Linked DNA regions of Mus musculus: regions 1, 2 and 4 are each linked to region 3. Evidence: chromatin contacts called from public HiChIP or PLAC-seq and promoter capture Hi-C data. All regions are on one chromosome and are shown on one strand. The core of a region is the stretch at or near the end of the contact, and the rest is flanking DNA. Distances in the headings are between cores, read along the strand shown. Region 1 holds the start of Alox12 (arachidonate 12-lipoxygenase). Region 2 overlaps Mink1 (misshapen-like kinase 1 (zebrafish)). Region 3 holds the start of Pelp1 (proline, glutamic acid and leucine rich protein 1). Region 4 has its middle 16 kb from the start of Slc16a11.

Region 1 (4,364 bases), core at 262-2,761, 150 kb before region 3:
ACCACCCTGGCTTTCACTTGCCTCTGCACTTCTCTTTCTCTGGTTTCCCATGGTAAAAATGTGAAGTTTTACGGGCTCTTTCGCATGCCTCCTCCTGCCAGGTGGTCCCCACCATCCAATCAAATCAGCCGACCAGCGGCCCTTCCTCGCGGCCCCGTTGCTCATTGGCCACCAGCTCTTGTTCTCTGAGCCCCTCACCTGTCCCTCTCCCCACGGGTTCCGAATCACAGTACTACTGTTTTCTTTACTTCTCCATTTGTGTCCCCGGCTCCATGACCTTCTTTCTATCTAGGAAAACAGAGTCTCCAGATCTCTTACTTCCCTCTTTAATTCATTTGCAACATCACTTATCCTGGGAAACACTTGGGGAATTCATAACTTCTCATTTCCTCACTTGCGCCCTAGAAACTCACTGTTCCGTTTCTGCCCACCCTTTCTCCAAGTTCTTTCCCTCTCCTCCTCTTTAGCCCTATTCCTCCACACCCTCGCCGCCAGCACTGCCCTTTCCCTCTTCGTCCACTCCCCCAGGGTAGGATGCTGCCCCGCTCACCTGTCCCCTCCGGGAGGCTCAGGATTCCCTCTCCCTGCACCCAGCGGTAGCAGGGAAACACGGCCTCTGCACTTGTCCCCGGCCCCTGAACTGTGATGAGGTTGCAGAACCAGGCGTCATCCACAACTGTGTGCTGTTTGTGCAGTTTCACAAACTGCAGTGGCCCCAAGTCCTCGGGAACGTCGAAGTCAAACTCCTCCTCCTGCGGGGACCACACTTAATAGAAGGGATTGGGAGAAGCCTTTCGGTGGCCGAGCCTCCCCTTTGTGGAGCCTCAGCTTACCGCAGCCGTCAAAGAACACACCTCGCCCCTGCTCTCCTTCCCTCTTCCACCCCTAACCTGTCTGGCGGGTCTAAGATGTCCCATTTCTGAGGGAAGACCAGCGTCTACAGCGCGCTGACCAGAGATTTGAGCAGATGATGACGATCATCGCCTGTCTCATCCCGTTCACTGAGCTCCCACCACACCGGAACTTGGAGGAGCTTCGACTGACCTCAAGTCCTGTATTTAAATCGGCTCTGGGGCTAAGAATGCAGGACTCAGAGGGCTGCCTGGGCTGGGGTGTGGGAAAGGAGACCACCCGGGGCCCGTAGTTGACATCACTCCCGGTGTCCCACCTCTACAAATCTCCATCGCGGTCTTACTGTCACAGACCCTAGTCTCCTGTCCCTTGCCATCCTCCTACTCTCTGCTTGGACAGTAGAGGGCCCCAGTTCTTGCTCACTGACCTTGCCCCGCGCTGGCCGCAGTTGCAGCTCCAGTTTCGCCTCCCGGTGCTCCCCAACCAGCCACAAACGCACTAGGTTGAGGGATCCGGAGAAGAGCCAGGCCCCAGTGACCACACGGACGCGGTAGCGGCCCATGGCTCCCTCTGGCCTCTCAGGAGGCGATCCAAGTTAAGTTCAATTCGAAGACCGCCCAGGGCCACCGTCGCCTCGGGGCCAGGTCCAAAACTTTAAAAAGATGGATCTGTGTCCCCGCCCTCACAACTCCTAGGCACTCCCAAGTCCCCGCCCCAGACTAGTCTGAACCTGCTAGCCCAGCCCAAGAACAGGCTTTGGGAAAGGGGTGTGCGTTTGGATCAGCTACAGTGGGAGCTAAGGAGGCCCTTCCCAAGGTCTCTGGGCTTTTAGGAGAACTTGCAAAGGGGTTGAAACCATTTTTCAAACGGAGGGAAAAGAAGTGTCTTTTCTGGGCTGAGAGGAATGCCTATAGCAGGTGAGCCTGGGAGGGCCTGGGGGATGCCCAGCTGCTAAAACCATCTGTGGTCCCCAAACACCCCCAGTCCCTGCTCTGTACTGCTTTTGAAGTCACCCCTTCAGTAAACCCCCAGGGATTCCCAGGCTGCCTTGAGCCTGAAAAGACAGCGTTTCCAGACTTAGAACCCCACCCCTGCCTTCTCCCCCACCCTCATGGTCTCCCACTCACCTGAACATAAGACTTTACGATTTCTTTTCCTTCCTTCCTTCCTTCCTTCCTTCCTTCCTTCCTTCCTTCCTTCTTTTCTCTCTTTCTCTCTTTAAAAAAAAAAGATTTACTTATTTTATGTATGTAAATACACTGTCACTGTCTTAGACACACCAGTAGAGGGCATCAGATCCCATTACAGATGGTTGTGAGCCACCATGTGGTTGCTGGGAACTGAACTCAGGACCTCTGGAAGAACAGTAAGCCCTTTTAACCGCTGAGCCATCTCTCCAGCTCCGACTTTAAGATTTCAAATACACAAAAGTGTCATGGGCCACGCATCTTGAGGGAGGCCAAGGACAGTGAATGATTTTGTCCAACCTCCTCCAGATCTCGGATGCAGAGTACCAGTCTGGGTAGGAGGGTGCAGTATAGAATCAGTTACAGTCCAGTGGGTGGGTTTCACGAGTTTATTTCTTCCAGGTAAGGAGAGTGAGCCTTTCTTTAGTGGAGCCCAGGTTGGATTTTCTTCCCAAGTTATCTCCTGGCCTTGGGTCTCAGAAAAGTAAAGTCATGAGCAGCGGTGAGAATGACACTTGGTTAGGGACCTTGTGAATAGTGGGAAACTTGTTCAGGACTCAGATTTTGTCACATGTACATGTCCCTAACTAGGTTCCTGTAAACTAAGATGTTCTAGTTTGGTGGCTAGGCCAGGGCCAGGAGGATCTGTTTTCTGGACCTAGGATGCTGCTGCTTGCAGGAAGGAAAAGTCTGAGACTTTCCAGGTCACACCTTCAGGCCTCCAAACCCTGGGCATGTCAGGTCCTTCGTGGGTTACTATTGCACACTCTCCAGGCCCATTCCTGCCTAGAAGTTCTGTGCTCTGGATTGGGTGTCTGTCAAGTGACAGCTCCCCCTCCTTTCAATGTTCCGGCGTCACTCTTTTCTCTACATCCCCTTGGTTCTCCACAGCAGGCCGTGGCCCTCTCCTCGTGCATTTTCGTGGGCCGTGTTTTGCCTTCTCAAGAGTTTGGTTTGTATCAACTAGATGATTCCTTAAGGTTACGTGTGTGTGTGTGTGTGTGTGTGTGTGTGTGTGACAGAGAGAGAGAGAGAGAGAGAGAGAGAGAGAGAATGAGAACACTAAGAAAAAGAACTGAACTTCTACACGAGCTTAATGACATGATGTGTTCAGACACTTAGACGCTTAGCACAATGTTTGACACAGAGCCCTCTGTGTATTAACTTATTATTATTCATGATGAAATATCATGAGTCCCTTTCCCATTTCTTACCACCTACTACTTCTTCAGTTTCTACCAGGATGTTCACTTCCAAGACCTGCTTCCCTCTTGCTTTTGTTTTTGTTTTTTGTTTTTGTTTTTCGAGACAGGGTTTCTCTGTGTAGCCCTGGCTGTCCTGAAACTCACTTTATAGACCAGGCTGGCCTCAAACTCAGAAATCCACCTGCCTCTGCCTCCCAAGTGCTGGGATTAAAGGCGTGCGCCACCACCGCCCAGCTTTTTGTTTTTTTGGTTTTTTGCACTTTTCAGTTTTTAAGCCCATGTAGTATATTGAGAAGATACATTTAATTCCTAATTGTTTTCTGTAGTGTTGAGTATTGAACTCAGGCCTAACATATTTCTGTCTCTGAGGAACTTGTATCAATCTGCAAACCTATACAAGCCTTGGGCCAGCTTCATTACTTGGAAACAGATATGAATTTACTTGTTTTCTGACACATGCTCTCAGATCTCTCTCTCTCTCTCTCTCTCTCTCTCTCTCTCTCTCTCTCTCTCTCTCTCTCTCTCTCATATCTGTCTATCCATCCATCTATCTGAATGAAAGAATTTTTACTATGTAGGCCAGGCTGGCTTAGAACTCACAGAGATGCCTCTGCCTCCTCTGCCTCTGCCTCTGCCTCTGCCTCTGCCTCTGCCTCTGCCTCTGCCTCTGCCTCTGCCTCTGCCTCTGCCTCTGCCTCTGCCTCTGCCTCCTCTGCCCAGTGCTGAGACTAAAGGCATGCACCACCATGCTCAGCTCCTTTCCTTACTCTTTAATACCGAGAATTCAACATCACATTTTAAATCTGTCCTCTGACTGCTCTCCTCTACGGCACAAGAAGGAACAGTGCCTTCCCTTTGTCTAGAACCTTCAAAGCTAACCTCTCTTGGTCCAGACTCCAGTGCCTGCTGTCTGTGCCAGAAGCCAACTCCCACTCTCTCGTGACCTGTCTCTGCAACTTTTAACTTCTGGATCAAAGCTTTTCCCGCTGGGTTATACCCCGGGGATGTGGGCGAGCACGGCGACCCTTGCACTACTCCATAGCCAAGATGTTTCTTAAGACGTTTTCTAAACGTAACAATTCCATCCCTTTTCCTTCTCCCGTGCCAAACGCCTTGCCTT
Region 2 (4,717 bases), core at 613-3,112, 180 kb after region 3:
GTGAGTCTGCAAAGTCTAGGGAGCCTAGGTCTGGGGACAGTAAAACCAAAGGGTGTAATTAGGGGAGATTCCCTTACATCCTTGCGGCAGGTAGGGTGCCCCTTTGCACTGACTAGTTTCTGATGAGAATGGCATCTGTATTCATAGATGTGTTCTGTTCTAACTTGTTTCTGCTTCCGCATGTATCTGCATGTGTGTGTGCATGCGTGCATGCTCTCTACCTCCTCCTGGCTTACAGACCCAGAAGGAGCGCATTACGCCACCTCTATGTAAATACCCATCTTGCTTTCTTTTCCCTCTCCTCTACTCCTGGAGCATACTTGATTGCTACAGAAACAAAACACTTCAGAATATGGATGCATAGAAGACTGGCACTTTACAGTGTACAGTCAGAATCCACGGAGAGCTGATGACGTTTCCCAGTGTGAGAGGGAGGCCAGTAGAGTTGAGAGTCCATTTTTGACAGTGAGGAAATCTGGGGACCTGGATCTTGGAAGGCTTCATGAGAGCATAGTTTATTATAAGTGGGTGTGCTGAATACTGACAGTTTGATGAGGATTTTAGCCTTCAGAATGTTTATACACTCTCTTCTCTTCTTCAGGTTCAGGGTCATTGAAGAGGGGTCCTCTAGGGAGCCCTTCTCCATCCACTTCCTTTCCCCTAAGGATGTAACCTGTCCAGTGCTTTAGCTAGGGGCCTGCTTTCCACATTTAACCATTGGGGCTGAGAACAGGTTCTATTGCCTGCTTTCTGAGGTTGGGAGATGGAGACCCACTCAGCTCACCTGTTGAGAAGGCTGGTGTCTGTCTCTGCATTTCCTTTGGGTCCTTGGAGCTGTATGTCATCTCTGCTTAGGCATGAAGGCAGAGGTGATCTTGTGAGACTTTCTTGTATCTCCAAGCTCCCCAAAGCCCCTGGTTTCTCTCCTGCACACATGCTCATCTTGCTGTCTCTCTTTTGCACATCCTTAATTACTCCTATCTAGATGAAGGATGTGAAAGGCTGCCGTACTTTACCAGAACACTTGCCTCTCCTAACTTCTGCCTGAACTGAGAAAGGTGTGTGATCCTGGTGGCCCTTAAGTTGTTGGGAAACCCTGTTTGATGCTCCCCTGGTGGTGCTCCAGACACTCTCAATAATAGTGGTTTAAACTGGTAATCTGGTCGGGAATGGAACTGAAGGATGCATTTCAAAGTTGCATTTGCACAGTGCTCACACTTAAGTGTTAATGTTTGAAGTGGCTTTGAAGGAGCGATGAGTTTATGAGAGATCAAAAATTCCTTCCCTCAGGATATACCTACCCTCGCAGAGACTTGTGCCAGGGTGGGGAGATATCCAGGGGAACCCTGACCTGCTCTGGGGAGAAGAGGAGGGGGTTGGGGGAAGGACTGTGGGAGGGGGTGGCTGGGAGGGGGCAATGAGTGGGATGTAAAATGAATAAGTAATAAATAATAAATGTCCGTCTCCCAAGCTGTCTATTGGTGTTCTGCCACTGCCTTTATAACCCCCCAGCCCACCATGCTTTATATGGGCCTTCTAGATTACAGAAAGAGCTGAGGAAAACAGGCCCATTGTTCTCATTCAAGCAGGGATGCAGGAGCCTGCTCTAGCCTCTGAAATGGTACCAGATACACAGAGACTTCCAGGGTGAGCTGCCCAGCCTCTTGTTCATCTTAGAGCTCAAGTTTCCAATCTCTTCCTGCATAACCCCTGGTTCTTTGCTCCTCTGGTCTCTTCTGTGCTGTTGGTCATCACAGGGAACTCTGCTGGGAGTAAGGTTGGAGCGAGTCAGGGTGGGGGTTCCGGTCCTCCAGCCTCACAGCTGGCTAGCCAAGACTTGTCCGGTCCGCCCACACCCTGTGGCAGCTTTACCTCCTGGCCCAGTTCCCACGGGGCAGGGAGAGGTGAGGCACTGACTGCAGTGGCCTGCTGGGTACAGCTGAGTGAGTAATTACGGCTGGGCTTGAAGCCCACGTGAGACCAGTCCTTCTCTTGTTTCTAGTTGGCTTTCTTGTTTTGTCTTTAATGTTTCTTTCCTAAGGAATTCCTCTAGATTTTATGTTTCCAGATCTTTCTACCATGCTAGCAGCTTCTCTGGATTTAGTAATGAACCCTTACAGACAAGAATTTCTATAATTATAAGACTCCTGGATCAGCAAACAGGCTGATGTAGCATCCTATCCTATCCTATCCTGTCCTTCCCTGCACTTGCTTCCCAAGCCCTCTTAGCCTTTACAATGAATGTATCACCTGGAGCTAGCCCTCAGGCTACGTTATACAGTTTCCCAGAGGGAGAAAAAAAAGTATGTGATTTTGTTTAACAAGGTCTCACATAGCCCAGGCTGACCTTGAATGCATATAGCCAGTGATGGGCTTGAACTCATGGTCTTCCTGTCTCTGCCTCCCAGTGCTGGAACTGTGGGAGTAGACCACCGTACCCAACTCATACATAGAGTTTTACTGTCCATCCATTGTCCCAACCCCACCCTGGCCCCCTTTTGAGTAGGGGCTAACTTTGTAGATCAAGCTGGCCTTGAACTTAGATTGTTGTTGCTTGTGTCTACCTCCCTAGCGCTGGGATTCAAGGTATACAACAACATACATGGCCATATGTGGAAATGCTAACGTATGAGAGGAATGAGATGATAGATGCTTAGTCATAGAAGCACTAGTAAGAGGATGGGAGAGGCAGCCAGAGCCTGACTGTATGTGCTCACTGTACAGCAAAGTAGTTTTGCATATGCCACAAATTCAGAGCTGAAGGGAAGGCATTGCTGTTTCATTCTGGCACAAGTCTGGCCAGCCCTCATTCTGTGTATAACACCTAAGTGCTGTCTTCATCCTGTCCTTAAATGGCTCCTGTTCTACTGGGGAGGAGGAAACGTAATCCTGTGTAAGGTAGAATAGCAATGTGCTGTCCAGCTTGTTTGGTTGTAAGAGCTTACTCAGGGTAGGTCACATAAAGGGATGGCTGGTTCTGGAAGCAGCTGCATGCCTTTATACCTTAAATCCTGCCTCCACTACTTAACGGGCTGCCAGCCTTGAGCATGTTACACACCTCATGTTATGTGACAAAACTTTTAATTTACCCTCGATAGGGAGTCCACAACAGACCAAAGTACAGATACCACCAAAGTCCAACTTGGTGAACCAATGAGTTTTATTGGGGTTACTTACAGGAATATGGATGAGGGTTGCTTACAGGGACAGAAATAACTTAAGGACAGATTCATCACCAAGGCCCACCCCAGCGTTGGTGATGGCTCACAAAGCTGAGAGCCTAGAGCCCACTGCGCAGCAAGTTGGAGAGTGTCCTTTCCGAGTGACTCAGTGGATCTGACCCTCTTCCAGACAGCTAGCGTTCTGTTTTCTGGTTCTTCCAGGCAGCCTCAGAGTCTCCTTGGCAGCTTGGCTCCGTTTGTCTTTGAGGGACTCTCAGCTTTTATTCTTACTCTGGCAGGGAGGGGCTTCATGAATTTGGTCAGTTTCAGGGGACTTCCTAAAGTTATTTTGGGTTGTTTGTCTTCCTGTTTAAGGAGTTACATAACACCTTTATTGTGGCTTTTGAATTTACTGGGAAAGACCAAAGACTTAGATTCAGTTTAAATTTAAATTAAATGAATTTATTCTTACTGCTAACAGGATAGCAACCTTAGAGCCAAACAGTATGCTGAGCTAAAGGAAGTGTTTATAAAGGTGGAGCTCAAAGGTGGACTTTACAGTTATCTATGGAGTCCACAGCTGGGCAAGAAAATGGTGTTGCTCCTTCCCATTCTCTTCCCTGATATACAGTAATAAAACAACCATGCCATCCTCTAGCCGGCACAGGGGAGGTAAGTGTACATTTTTACCCAGGTCTGAGCTCTCTGGCGGAAGTGTCACTCATGACTGGGCTAGAGCAGTTTGTTAGGATTGGCTGTCACATCCCCATACCTTCACAGTCCAGATTGTCCGTGAGAATACTACAACTCTCTACTTTTCGGATGTGTCTGGGCATTACATTGGTTGCCTTGTGTAAAACAGTACAGTGCCTGTCTGTTAATATCAGCTCTTCTTGTTTATAACAAAAGTTTGCTTCCTTGCTCTGACTGGCTTTGAACTTGAGATCCTCCTGCCTCAGACTCCCAAGCGTTGGGATTGCAAACACACATTGCCTTGGAAGTCGATGTTTTTTACTAGGGGTCAGGAACCTTGTTGCAGTCTTGCTGAGCACCGGAACTGTAGCATATATGACTCCATGGAGCAGGAATGGTGCTGGACTTCAGGAACCAGCACAGGGAGGACGGCTGCAGTCTAACTTACTGCTGCAGCTCTCAGCCCCTGTGCTGTCCCTCCGTGTCTGCTTTGATATCCATGTACTCTGTTCCCTGACAGCTCCTGCCTTCCTTTACCTGAATCATAGTCCTGACTCCATTTTCTCTGTGTCATCTTCTCCCTTGGTTGGAATGCATAGGGGTAAGTTTGCCCTAGCTGGTATTTCCTCAGTCTTGGACTGGCAGTATCCAGTCAGGAACCCAGTTCCTCGGGTCTCACAGTCCCTTAAACAGCAGGAGCTGTGAACCAGGCAGAGTAGGCTTCAGGCCTTGGACTTGGATCCTGAGGTTGAGTCTTGGCTTCGTCCTTTTCTAGTTGTGTGTGACTCTGCCCTTCTTCCGTGTGAGGTGGTGACAGTTGTACCTCCCTCCAAGCCTTCTTAGGGGATTACAGTTCTACAGTG
Region 3 (4,557 bases), core at 1,273-3,772:
CGGGCTGAGCATCCATAGCTAGACAACCCAAATGCTCCTAAACCAAGACACGAGTGAGTTCTAGGGACCAGACTCAAGTGGGAACCCCACACCTGACTCACCTGACTGGACATTAAAACACAGGTGAAGTCAGGTGCTGGTAATAGCACAAGCCTTTAATTCTAGCATTTGGGAGGCAGAGGCAGGGGCCAGCCTGATCTACACAGCAAGTTCCAGGACAGCCAGGGCTGCACAGATAATCCCAGCCAGGAATACATAAACAAAGGCTAGAACACTTGTTGCTCTTGCAAAGGACACAGGTTCAATTGCCAGCTCCCAGGTAGTGGTTCAAACTTATCTGCAACTCCAGTTCCAGTGGATCTGATGCCCTTCTGACCTCCATGGGCACCAAGTATACAAACACACACGTTTGTGCGTGTACTACATTCAGGCAAAATATACATAAAATGAATAAACCTAAAAAAATAGAAATAGAAACAAAAAAACCCCACAGGTTCACATTTATTCAGCATTTGCCAGGGGAAACAAAAAGACCCACTCAGCTCCTTAGTGATACAGCTTTTCCACGATCTCTACACACAAAGGATAATAAAACGCACGTTCAACGGCCAGAGTGGTCAACAGCTACTCCCCCATAATGCATCACATAAATCTAAGTGCATTATTCACTAGGAATTGCTTTTTTCCCCTTTTCTCTGCTTTGCGGCATAAATGTATGTCAGAGAGAAAGAGACAGAGAGACAGAGAGGCCGCAGACACCTCTAAGGTAACACCAGGAAGAAAGCAGCACAAGTGGCTGCCCAAAGCCCAGGTGATAGCCACAGTAGATCACAGCAGTCGTGAAGAGGACATAACATTATAGAAACGTGCCAACTGCCTATTGGGGAACACGTGTGCACATGTGTGCAGGGCTTACTGAAGTAAAAGTGCATCACAACAAAAACTCAGGTCACTGAAAAAAAATCAGAGAGATTTCTAAAACACACAAAACAAACAAAAGACCATTAGGAGGGCAGATTTAACTGTAGTATTCCCAACTGTCTGAGGAGTACAATGAATATAAGCCACCCAATCCTGCCTTCCAGAGCCCATCCGAAAGCCAGCCATAGTAGTATAAGCATCTATAATCGCAGCGTCCCCTACTGAGAAACACAAGGTAAAACCAAAGAGCATCAACATAAACACTCGGGCTAGACAGTCCACCACTGGCAAGAGACCTTGTCTTGACACAGGAACCTTAGGACCTAAACGTTCCTATGACTTTGATGTGTGCACCGTTGCTACCCTTGGCCCATAACCACTAACATAAACACACATACAGCTGAACAAGATGGCGGATGCCCAGCCACAGGCAGCTGGATCTCGGGGAGTTCTAGGCCAGCCTGGTCTACATAGTTCCAGACCAGCCAGAGCCACATAGTGAGACTTTGCCTCCATAAGAAAAAAAAAAAAAAAAAAAAAAAGGCAGAACTTCACAGACTGCTTATGGAAGTGTGTAAGAAACCACATATCGAGGATGGCACTTGGGTTTCTAGCTTGTAGGAACTGAACGCATGTGAATATTTTGTGCACAGGCTCCTAACCAGGTAGACAACATATTGTCTACCGCCTACCTCACCAGCCTCAACTCTACCCACTCTCTTTAACCACCTAAACCCCGAACCCAAACATTGCCCTCATTTTCCAACCCGTCCTACACGAGTGTTCCTCTAACGTTTCAACTACCCCTTCTAATTTTCTTTCACTACCTAACCCCTGTTCATCTTAAACTCCAGGTCTTTTGGAGAAATCTCTAAATACTCTCTCTACACCGGTTTAGGAAACTCATACCAGATTTAGTTTCGTGTTATGGCATTTTGCTCATCGCCACTATGACTGGAATTGGAGCGCCGAGTAGGAAGGGGTAGGCCCTTGGCTGAGAGCTAGTAAATGTTTGTGTTCAATTACCCTGGGAAAACGCCGCCAAAAGAAGTTTCGCTGAGGACTGAACTAGTCAGGGGACCTGGGATGGAACCGAGCCCCTTCATTGCTTTGTGCTTATCAATGACCTAACAGAAAAGGGGCCTAATACTGCTCTGGGGAACGCGCAGGTAATGAAGTCTGTGGATCGCGTCCTCAATGGTTAAGTGGCTCTATTCTCCACTCTCGGCTCTCCTCGAGCTCACAGCTCCAGTGTCAGCTTCAGGAAGGCGGGACCACGGTGCCCAGCCGCCTCACCAGCCTTTCCACGGTGACCGCGGGAGCCACAGACTTACCTGCGCCCCACCTGCCGTCCCATGCAGCCTCAATAAGCACATGAGCCCGGGCAAATGCGGGGCCCACTGGATTGGGGGATGCACAGGGGCCACGGGGGACGCCGTTCGCGGCTGTAACAACCCGGAAATGCTCTCTAACAGCAGCAGACGCAGACGCGGGCCGGATCCCACCGCAGAGAGACCCCCGGGCCCGCCAGGAGCCCCAGCTGGGGAGCCCGCAGAGGCCCCACTAAGAACGGCCGCCGCCATCTTCACAGGCTCGAGCAATGGCGTGGCGTGATGACGCAAACATAAGTGCGACGCACGCCGCTCGGGGAGGGGTCTTGAGGAGGGGGCTGCGGCCTGCTGGGCTGGATGAATGAGGGCTGGCGCCCTGCGGCAGGAGGGGGCATGCGCAATGTGGGCGAGCGCCAGCGTTGGGGCGGCTTGCAAACTGCTAACCCGGGCTGAGCGCTGTAGGGCGGGGCGGAGGCGTTGCTGCGCAGGCCGGACACGTGGTCTGCAGGAAAGGCGCGGGAGTCTGAAAGATCTCAGTCCAGCGTGGCTTCTGGTCACCTTCTCCCTGGGCTTAGTAATCCTATCTAAGGAGCCAACCCCAAGTCTGAAATCTGGAACGTTCTAAACTGCTTTTCCAACAATGGAAAAACAAGCTCAAACAGTGCACATGCCACAAAGTAGCAGAGGTGTCACTCTGTCCCCAAGACACACCCACAGTCATTTGTGTATTTACATTACTATACACAGTTGTTTTGTTTTTTGAGACAGGGCCCTGGCTGTTCTGGAAATCACTTTGTAGACCAGGCTGACCTCCAACTCAGAAATCCACCTGCCTCTGCCTCCCTAGTGCTGGGATTAAAGGCGTGCGCCACCACGCCCGGCTAACCTATCACTTTCAAAGGCCTCAGCATTGCCTTATTTCCTCCCTCTGCAGTCTGTACACCACACAAAAGCCGAATTGGGCTTTTCTGATATAAGCCAGTTCTTTGTTTTGTTGTTTTTGCTTTTTAACAGGCTGGCCTCAGACATGATGTGGCAATATTCCTGCCTCAGGCTCACAAGTTCAAATGCTGACATTACAGATTGGAGCCAAGAAAGCTTGTCCTTCCCAGTTTAGAGTCCTTCTGTAGCTTCTAGAGATAAGAATATTAACTGGGTGGTGGTGGCACACGCCTTTAATCCCAGCATATTGGGAGGCAGACGCAGGCAGATTTCTGAGTTCAAGGCCAGCCTGGTCTACAAAGTGAGCTCCAGGACAGCCAGGGCTACACAGAGAAACCCTGTCTCAAAAAAACAAACAAAAAAAGATAAGAATATTTCCCTACACAGACTAGAATCTATACCACCTGACCTCAGGCTGTACAAGCACTTCTTTCTTCCTCTGGTCTTTTGTTGTTTTGTTTTAGGGGTGGAGAGATGTTTGAGGTTTTGTTTTGTTTTGTTTCTTCTCCTAGTCTTGGACTAAACTAGCCTTCTTTCTATCCTCCAGCAACATCAATTCCAAGGCCTTTGCACAGACTTCCAATTTTGCCGACAGGCTTGTTGCCATTCTTAGAAAAGTTTTTCTTCCAATCTCTATCACACACACACACACACACACACACACACACACACATACACATACACACACTTTTAAAGTCAAGGTAACCTCCCCTTGAAGGTAACTTCCTATGAAATTAAGGATGGGGTCTGGGGATATGGCTCAGTGGTTAAGAGCACTGACTGCACTTCCAAAGGTCCTGAGTTCAAGTCCCAGCAACCATATGGTGGCTCACAACCATCTGTAATGAGATCTGACTCCCTCTTCTAGAGTGTCTGAAGATAGCTACAGTGTACTTACATATAATAAATAAACAAATAAATAAATAAATAAATAAATAAAAATTAAGGATGGCATCAAATTTCTGACTCTCCTAGCTCTCCCTCCCAAGCACTGGGATCCCAGGCCTGTGCCACCACACCCAGTTCCCTCTGTGCTAGGGCTGGAACCCAGGGCCTTATGCATGCTCCGTAGGCATTTGACCAAGTGAGCTAAATCCTGGTCCTTATTTTTGACTTTTTCTTCCATTTCAATTGTGTGTGTGTGTGTGTGTGTGTGTGTGTGTGAGAGAGAGAGAGAGACAGAGACAGAGACAGAGACAGACAGAGAGAGACAGAGACAGAGGCATGGAGAAAGGAGATTTTATTTTGGAGGTACTTTGAGACAAGGTCTCTCTATGTAGGCCAGGCTGACCTCAAGCTTGCAGCAAATGATGAACCAGCCTGACTCCATCTTAAGATTGAAAGCCATCTTATTACAAGGTCA
Region 4 (4,879 bases), core at 1,472-3,971, 210 kb before region 3:
AGAGCTAGCCAACAATTGACCTAATGACTGCCCACTAGGTCCTCTCACCTAGGATCAGTTCTCCAACAAATCAGCCCTTGGAGGCCATGGTTTCTAAACCATCCTTCTTAATAGTGTGGGCCTAGAGCCCCTCTTGATATGGATTGATCTTAGCGGAGATGAAGATAGACGTGCAATAATTAGGACAGATTGGAAGCTGGCTAATAACGAGGTATATGTTCAGAGTGGAGCAGCAATAAATTAGGACCATAGACCACTGAGGAGCTCAATAGGCGACATACAAATGAGTATTGAGAGCTGGGAAGAGTTAGAAATGTATCTCCCTGCACTGAGCCTGTAGACCGGTTGCCTCGCACTTATGAAGATCCCAAACTACATACAGCTGGGTGTGGTGGTTCATGACTGTAATTCCAGCATTCAGAGGCAGAAGCAGGGGGATCAAAGTTCAAAGCCATGCTTAGCTACATAGTGAATTGGAGAAGGAAGGGTCTTAGTAGGTCCAAGCCTGGTTCTGGCAAGCCTTGATAAACTGTTAGATTACATTCCTACAGCTAGCCACCAAGGTCTAGTCTCTTATTTTGGCCACTTCCTCCTCCTGAGGCTGACTACAAAAGTCCAGCTATCCAAGTATTGAAGTAGTCAAAATCCCCACTTTGGCTCACCTAATTAACATGCCTAATCAAAACAAACCAACTCATCCTAACAGGGGGTGGAGAGTGAGGGTAGAGAGGGTGAGGGCAGCAGTTGTGTGGGTGTGTGTGTGTGGGGGGGTGTTCCTCATCTTCCTTTATAAACTATTTGCTTCTGGGCAACATCTGTCTTCTCTCTATCCAGAAGTCCCTCTATCCTTTGTCCCTCGGTGGCAAATATCCCGTCCTCCTCTCCTTTGCCCCTTTTCTCTCTCATCTATCTTCCGTCTCTGTCTCTTATTCCCGGCTCTTTGTCCCTCTGGGGCAAATAAATTTCCTTTGTACTGAGAACTTGGTTTTGATGTGTCCTGGGCCAATTTTGATCCTTTCAGAGGCCAACCTGGGATATGTGAGATCTTGTTTCCAGAGAAAACCAGACCTCCAAACGAAACAGAAGATAGAGTAGCCCAAGAAGGAGGTATGCTCAGACTGCACTGTTCCCTCTGGGGCCTGCAGTTTCTTCTGCTTGGGGCCTGAGAGACAAGTGCCCTGATTCCTCCCATAGCTATGGCTAAGGGGTCACACCCTTTCCTCCTAGGTTCACAGGTTAAATGGGCAGAAGCTTACTGAAGACTCACGGATCACAGAGCTCTCCTCCGCCCACCCATCTACCTACTCTATTTAAATACATCCTTAAACAGTGTTACTTCTTTGTAGGCATTTCTCCTACCACTCTATAAATGCTAAATCATTCAATCCCCAGTCCACTTGAGATGCCCTGACAAAATGCTGTAGACCAAATAATTTATAAATGATAGAAATGTATTGGTCATCGATCTGGAGGCTGGAAAGCCCACAGCGTGCGTCAGTGTCTCCTAAGACCCAACTCTCTGCTTCACAGATGGTTCTGTCTAGCAGAAGGGGGTCACAAGCTCTCAGACCTTTTACAAAGACCTTAACTTCATTCACTTAGTAGCCTCAGGAGATCCCCACCTCCTGATACGATTGTGATGGGGATTAGATCTCACGCATGGACTCTGGAGGGATATAAACATTCAGATCGTAGGACTTATCATCATCTTTCCCATGAATTAGGGAACTGTTACATAGTATCAAATACTATGGTCCCTAATTGGCTAAGGCAGAACTAGAAGGCAGCTGGCCTCCTTTCTGGATTCATATTCTAGCTACCATCCAACAGAACCTCTTGAATCTGTGTGCATTAGAGCACTCATGTTCCATGCTGAATATAACATGTTTACTGTTAATGAGTTTTCTATGGTACCCAGAGCCTCACACATATTAAACATATATTCTGCTGCCAAGCTATTCTCTGGACTTTTTTTTTCTTAATATTTATTTATTTACATGAGTACACTGTCACAGTCTTCAGGCACACCAGAAGAGGGCATCAGATCCCATTACAGATGGTTGTGAGCCACCATGTGGTTGCTGGGATGGGAACTCAGGACCTCTGGAAGTACATCAATGCTCTTAACCGCTGAGCTATATCTCCAGCCCTTCTCTCTGGACTTTTTACTTCTGTTTGTTTTGGGGTTTTGTGTGTTTGCGCTCTCTCTCTCTCTCTCTCTCTCTCTCTCTCTAGCCCTGGCTGGCCTGGAGTTCTGTATGCAGACCAGACTGTTATTCAATTACAATCTCCAGCGTGCTGAGATTAAAGGCTTGCACCATCACGCCTGGCTCTTTTTACCTTTTACTTCCGGACAAAGTCTTACTAACTTGCCCAGGCTAGCCTTTATCTCTATAGAACAGGCAAGTCTTAAATATTCAATTTCCATGCCTTGGGCTCTAAAGGAATTAGGCTAATTGGCCTAAACTTCCAGGCTCAGTGACTGTTATTTTTTTTTAAAGGACATGTATTTTAAAAATGTATTCATCTACAAAAAACTCACTGAGTCTATTATGCTCTGACACCCACCCAACATAGCTGTAGCCATTTTGTTCTGTGCCTGCCAGCTATTTCATATTGTTGCTGTAACATGCCTGCCAGTCATTGACACAGAGCAGTGGCTTGGCTCAGACACCCTGACCACACACCCTGTTTTGTTCTGTATGTTCTGAATGAGGGTTGCTAATCTTAAGAAATACCACAGAGTTTTACATGGGACCCATTAAGTCAAAGGTCACGATGAGTTGTTAGGTCTAAAATAGCCTGAGTCAGAGCTGACCACTGGGCAGCCCTTCCTGTGTTTGAGCTCAGTGTGGTTTTTGTGGCTGACACTGAAGAATGCGACTAATAAACCAAAACGTTATGACTATAATGCTCATGCTCTGTTATCTCAATGTTCTGAAACTCCCCTGTCCACCACCCATCCACCACCCCATCCGCTTAAAGGTTAGCTGATGATACTTTGCCTAGGAAGCCAACTGCTCCCACTCATTGCCCTTTAAATTTTGGAACCTAGTACCTGGTTTTTCCTATAAAATGCCTACCCTGAGAGCAGACTAGTACCGCAATTAGGCCTCTGAGTCCTTTTCAAGGCCCTGAACATTCGGAATTAAGGTATGCATTCGCTAAACTATTCTCAATTAGCTGAGATCGGTGTTTGTATGGTTTGACTGCAACTCCTGAACCTCAACGAGTTCACTGTTGATTGACTTCTTATCAATTATTATGGATCATAATGAAATGGACATGGGATGGAGTCTTTGGCTGTGAGAAAAGAAAATCAACCTTTGAGTTGTTTCAGGAATACAGACTCTAACAAAGGGGTTGACTGGCTAATGTCATGTTTTGTAGACGCCTATCTAAGCATTCGTTATTTTAGAATCTTGCTTCCCGTATTTTCGAGTCCGTAAAGGTGCTCACCTCTCAAGCATTTGCATAAACACTCGGGAAGGGTTAGGTTAAGCTTGTTTACCCAAGGACAACAAGGAAATAAACTCAAAGACCACGAGCCTCTTAAGAGCCACCAAGAAGCCAGGATAGGTAGTACATATGTGTAGGTTCCAGCTTCCCAGGACATTGAGGTGAGAGGATCTTTTCAGCCCAGAAGTCAAGGTCAGCTTGGGCAACACAGGGAAGCTTCCTTTCAATAAGAAGAAGGGATAGAAGACGAGAGGAAGAAAAGGAAGGAGGAAGGGAGGAGAAAGAGAGAGAGAAGAGGAGAGGAGAGAGCCAGGCAGGCCTTATATATTGTGGAGTTCAGTGTGGAGCCTTAGCTCAGTGCTTCGAGCACCCACTGGCCCCAGTCCTAAAACTTCTGCTCTAAAGCCTCAGGCACCAGCTTTTTATCTCCCAAATCCCGGATGCAGTGAGGTGGAAACTCATTCCCTAGAAATCAGGGTCTCCAGGGGCCGCAGCTGAGGGCATAACACTGCCTCCCAAACGTGTGGTGAATGAAGGGCAGTCTCCTCGCAAATGGCTCCCCGTCACGGATCAAGGAAAGGGGAACTCCTTTGAGAGTTTGAAATTCGGTTACAGAAAACTCGGGAAACCTATTTGAATGCACTAGAGAACAGCAATCCTCAGCGAGGGAGGCTGCCAGGGTTTTTGTTTGTTTGTTGTTTGTTTGTTTTTGCAAAACAGGGGCAGGAGAAAGCTTTCAGAGGAAATAATTTTGGGTTGGACAAGGTTTGTAAAGGAGATTTGTGGCAGATAAGAGGAACTCAGCTCAGAGCAAATGCACTGAAAGGGAAAAGATCTAAAAGAAGAGGGTATATGCCGGCCAGCCGGCCGCCAGGTCATGAAACCTTCAGACCGGCAACTTGTCCAGACTTCACCAGTCCTCACCGGACTTCACCCAGGCATCTGCCTTGATCTTGAAAGCAGGCCCTCAGATGCCTTGGTCCAGAAGAACACCTTGGTAGGAGTGTTGCACAAGGTATGCTTTTGCCTGGAGTGTCCTTATTTCACTCATTGCTGACCTCCTGGACACTCAGGTTTGGTAGCTCCCACAGGGTGTCTAGTGTACATTCCCACAGCCTCAGGGAAACCTGTAATCCAACTCCTTCTCCCTCCCACCCCCCACTTCTGGCTTTTAGGCTCACATGACTCAGTTAAATAGAGATCCTGGCCAGGCCAAGCCATTGCAGCCCAGTGGGGTTATCTAGAGTTTATCTAGATATATCTTCTAAGAGACCATGTAAGTTACACACTGAGGTACCAGTTTGGAACTAGAAAGGTAGATAGACACAGAATACTCAGCAGTAGCATAAAAGATGGGCAGAGTAGAGAGAAAAAGGACAGAGTCACTCTTGACCTCTTGGCTCTATCTGATCAGATCAAA

The links. Promoter capture Hi-C pulls out the DNA fragments that hold promoters and counts their contacts. HiChIP or PLAC-seq counts read pairs in DNA pulled down with a chosen protein or histone mark.
Region 1: a promoter capture Hi-C map of embryonic stem cells shows a contact between it and region 3. The contact joins the promoter of Alox12 here to the promoter of Pelp1 in region 3. A contact is called at or near these places in 12 of 39 promoter capture datasets (the C10 cell line, the HPC-7 cell line, cranial neural crest and 8 more), 16 of 484 Hi-C or Micro-C datasets (CD4 T cells, ECoMG myeloid progenitors, the HPC-7 cell line and 11 more), 10 of 115 datasets of contacts at active chromatin or transcription factors (bone marrow-derived macrophages, differentiating embryonic stem cells, embryonic stem cells and 5 more) and 2 of 9 other capture datasets (adipose tissue and pancreatic islet).
Region 2: an H3K27ac HiChIP or PLAC-seq map of embryonic stem cells shows a contact between it and region 3, with 6 read pairs. The contact joins the enhancer-like site here to the promoter of Pelp1 in region 3. A contact is called at or near these places in 13 of 39 promoter capture datasets (3T3-L1-derived adipocytes, the C10 cell line, the HPC-7 cell line and 9 more), 8 of 484 Hi-C or Micro-C datasets (CD4 T cells, the STO cell line, adipose-derived mesenchymal stem cells and 4 more), 14 of 115 datasets of contacts at active chromatin or transcription factors (bone marrow-derived macrophages, effector CD8 T cells, embryonic basal ganglia and 8 more) and 3 of 9 other capture datasets (adipose tissue, liver and pancreatic islet).
Region 4: a contact with region 3 is called in a FOXA1 HiChIP or PLAC-seq map of pancreatic cancer cells. The contact joins the enhancer-like site here to the promoter of Pelp1 in region 3. A contact is called at or near these places in 11 of 39 promoter capture datasets (3T3-L1-derived adipocytes, cranial neural crest, embryonic stem cells and 5 more) and 2 of 115 datasets of contacts at active chromatin or transcription factors (embryonic stem cells and pancreatic cancer cells).

What each region holds. Positions count from the first base shown.
Region 1 is chr11:70,253,859-70,258,222 of GRCm38.p6, forward strand. It overlaps Alox12 (arachidonate 12-lipoxygenase), which reads right to left and starts at 1,512. Exons shown (of 14, transcript NM_007440.5): 1 at 1,280-1,512; 2 at 551-752. The coding sequence starts at 1,414. All of the region lies in intron 2 of Gm40191 (a long non-coding RNA gene), which reads left to right.
Region 2 is chr11:70,583,744-70,588,460 of GRCm38.p6, forward strand. The region is part of intron 1 of Mink1 (misshapen-like kinase 1 (zebrafish)); the gene reads left to right. Among named protein-coding and RNA genes, the nearest start is that of Gm51905, 15 kb to the right of the region's middle. Within about 2 kb of position 1,863, at least 163 of the 459 cell types and tissues checked have an H3K27ac peak or open chromatin away from gene starts, as enhancers often do. A contact at or near this core is called in the STO cell line, adipose tissue, bone marrow-derived macrophages and 4 more, where this site is marked.
Region 3 is chr11:70,407,509-70,412,065 of GRCm38.p6, forward strand. It overlaps Pelp1 (proline, glutamic acid and leucine rich protein 1), which reads right to left and starts at 2,523. Exons shown (of 17, transcript NM_029231.4): 1 at 2,256-2,523. The coding sequence starts at 2,504.
Region 4 is chr11:70,195,775-70,200,653 of GRCm38.p6, forward strand. No RefSeq gene overlaps it. Among named protein-coding and RNA genes, the nearest start is that of Slc16a11, 16 kb to the right of the region's middle. Within about 2 kb of position 2,722, at least 54 of the 459 cell types and tissues checked have an H3K27ac peak or open chromatin away from gene starts, as enhancers often do. A contact at or near this core is called in pancreatic cancer cells, where this site is marked.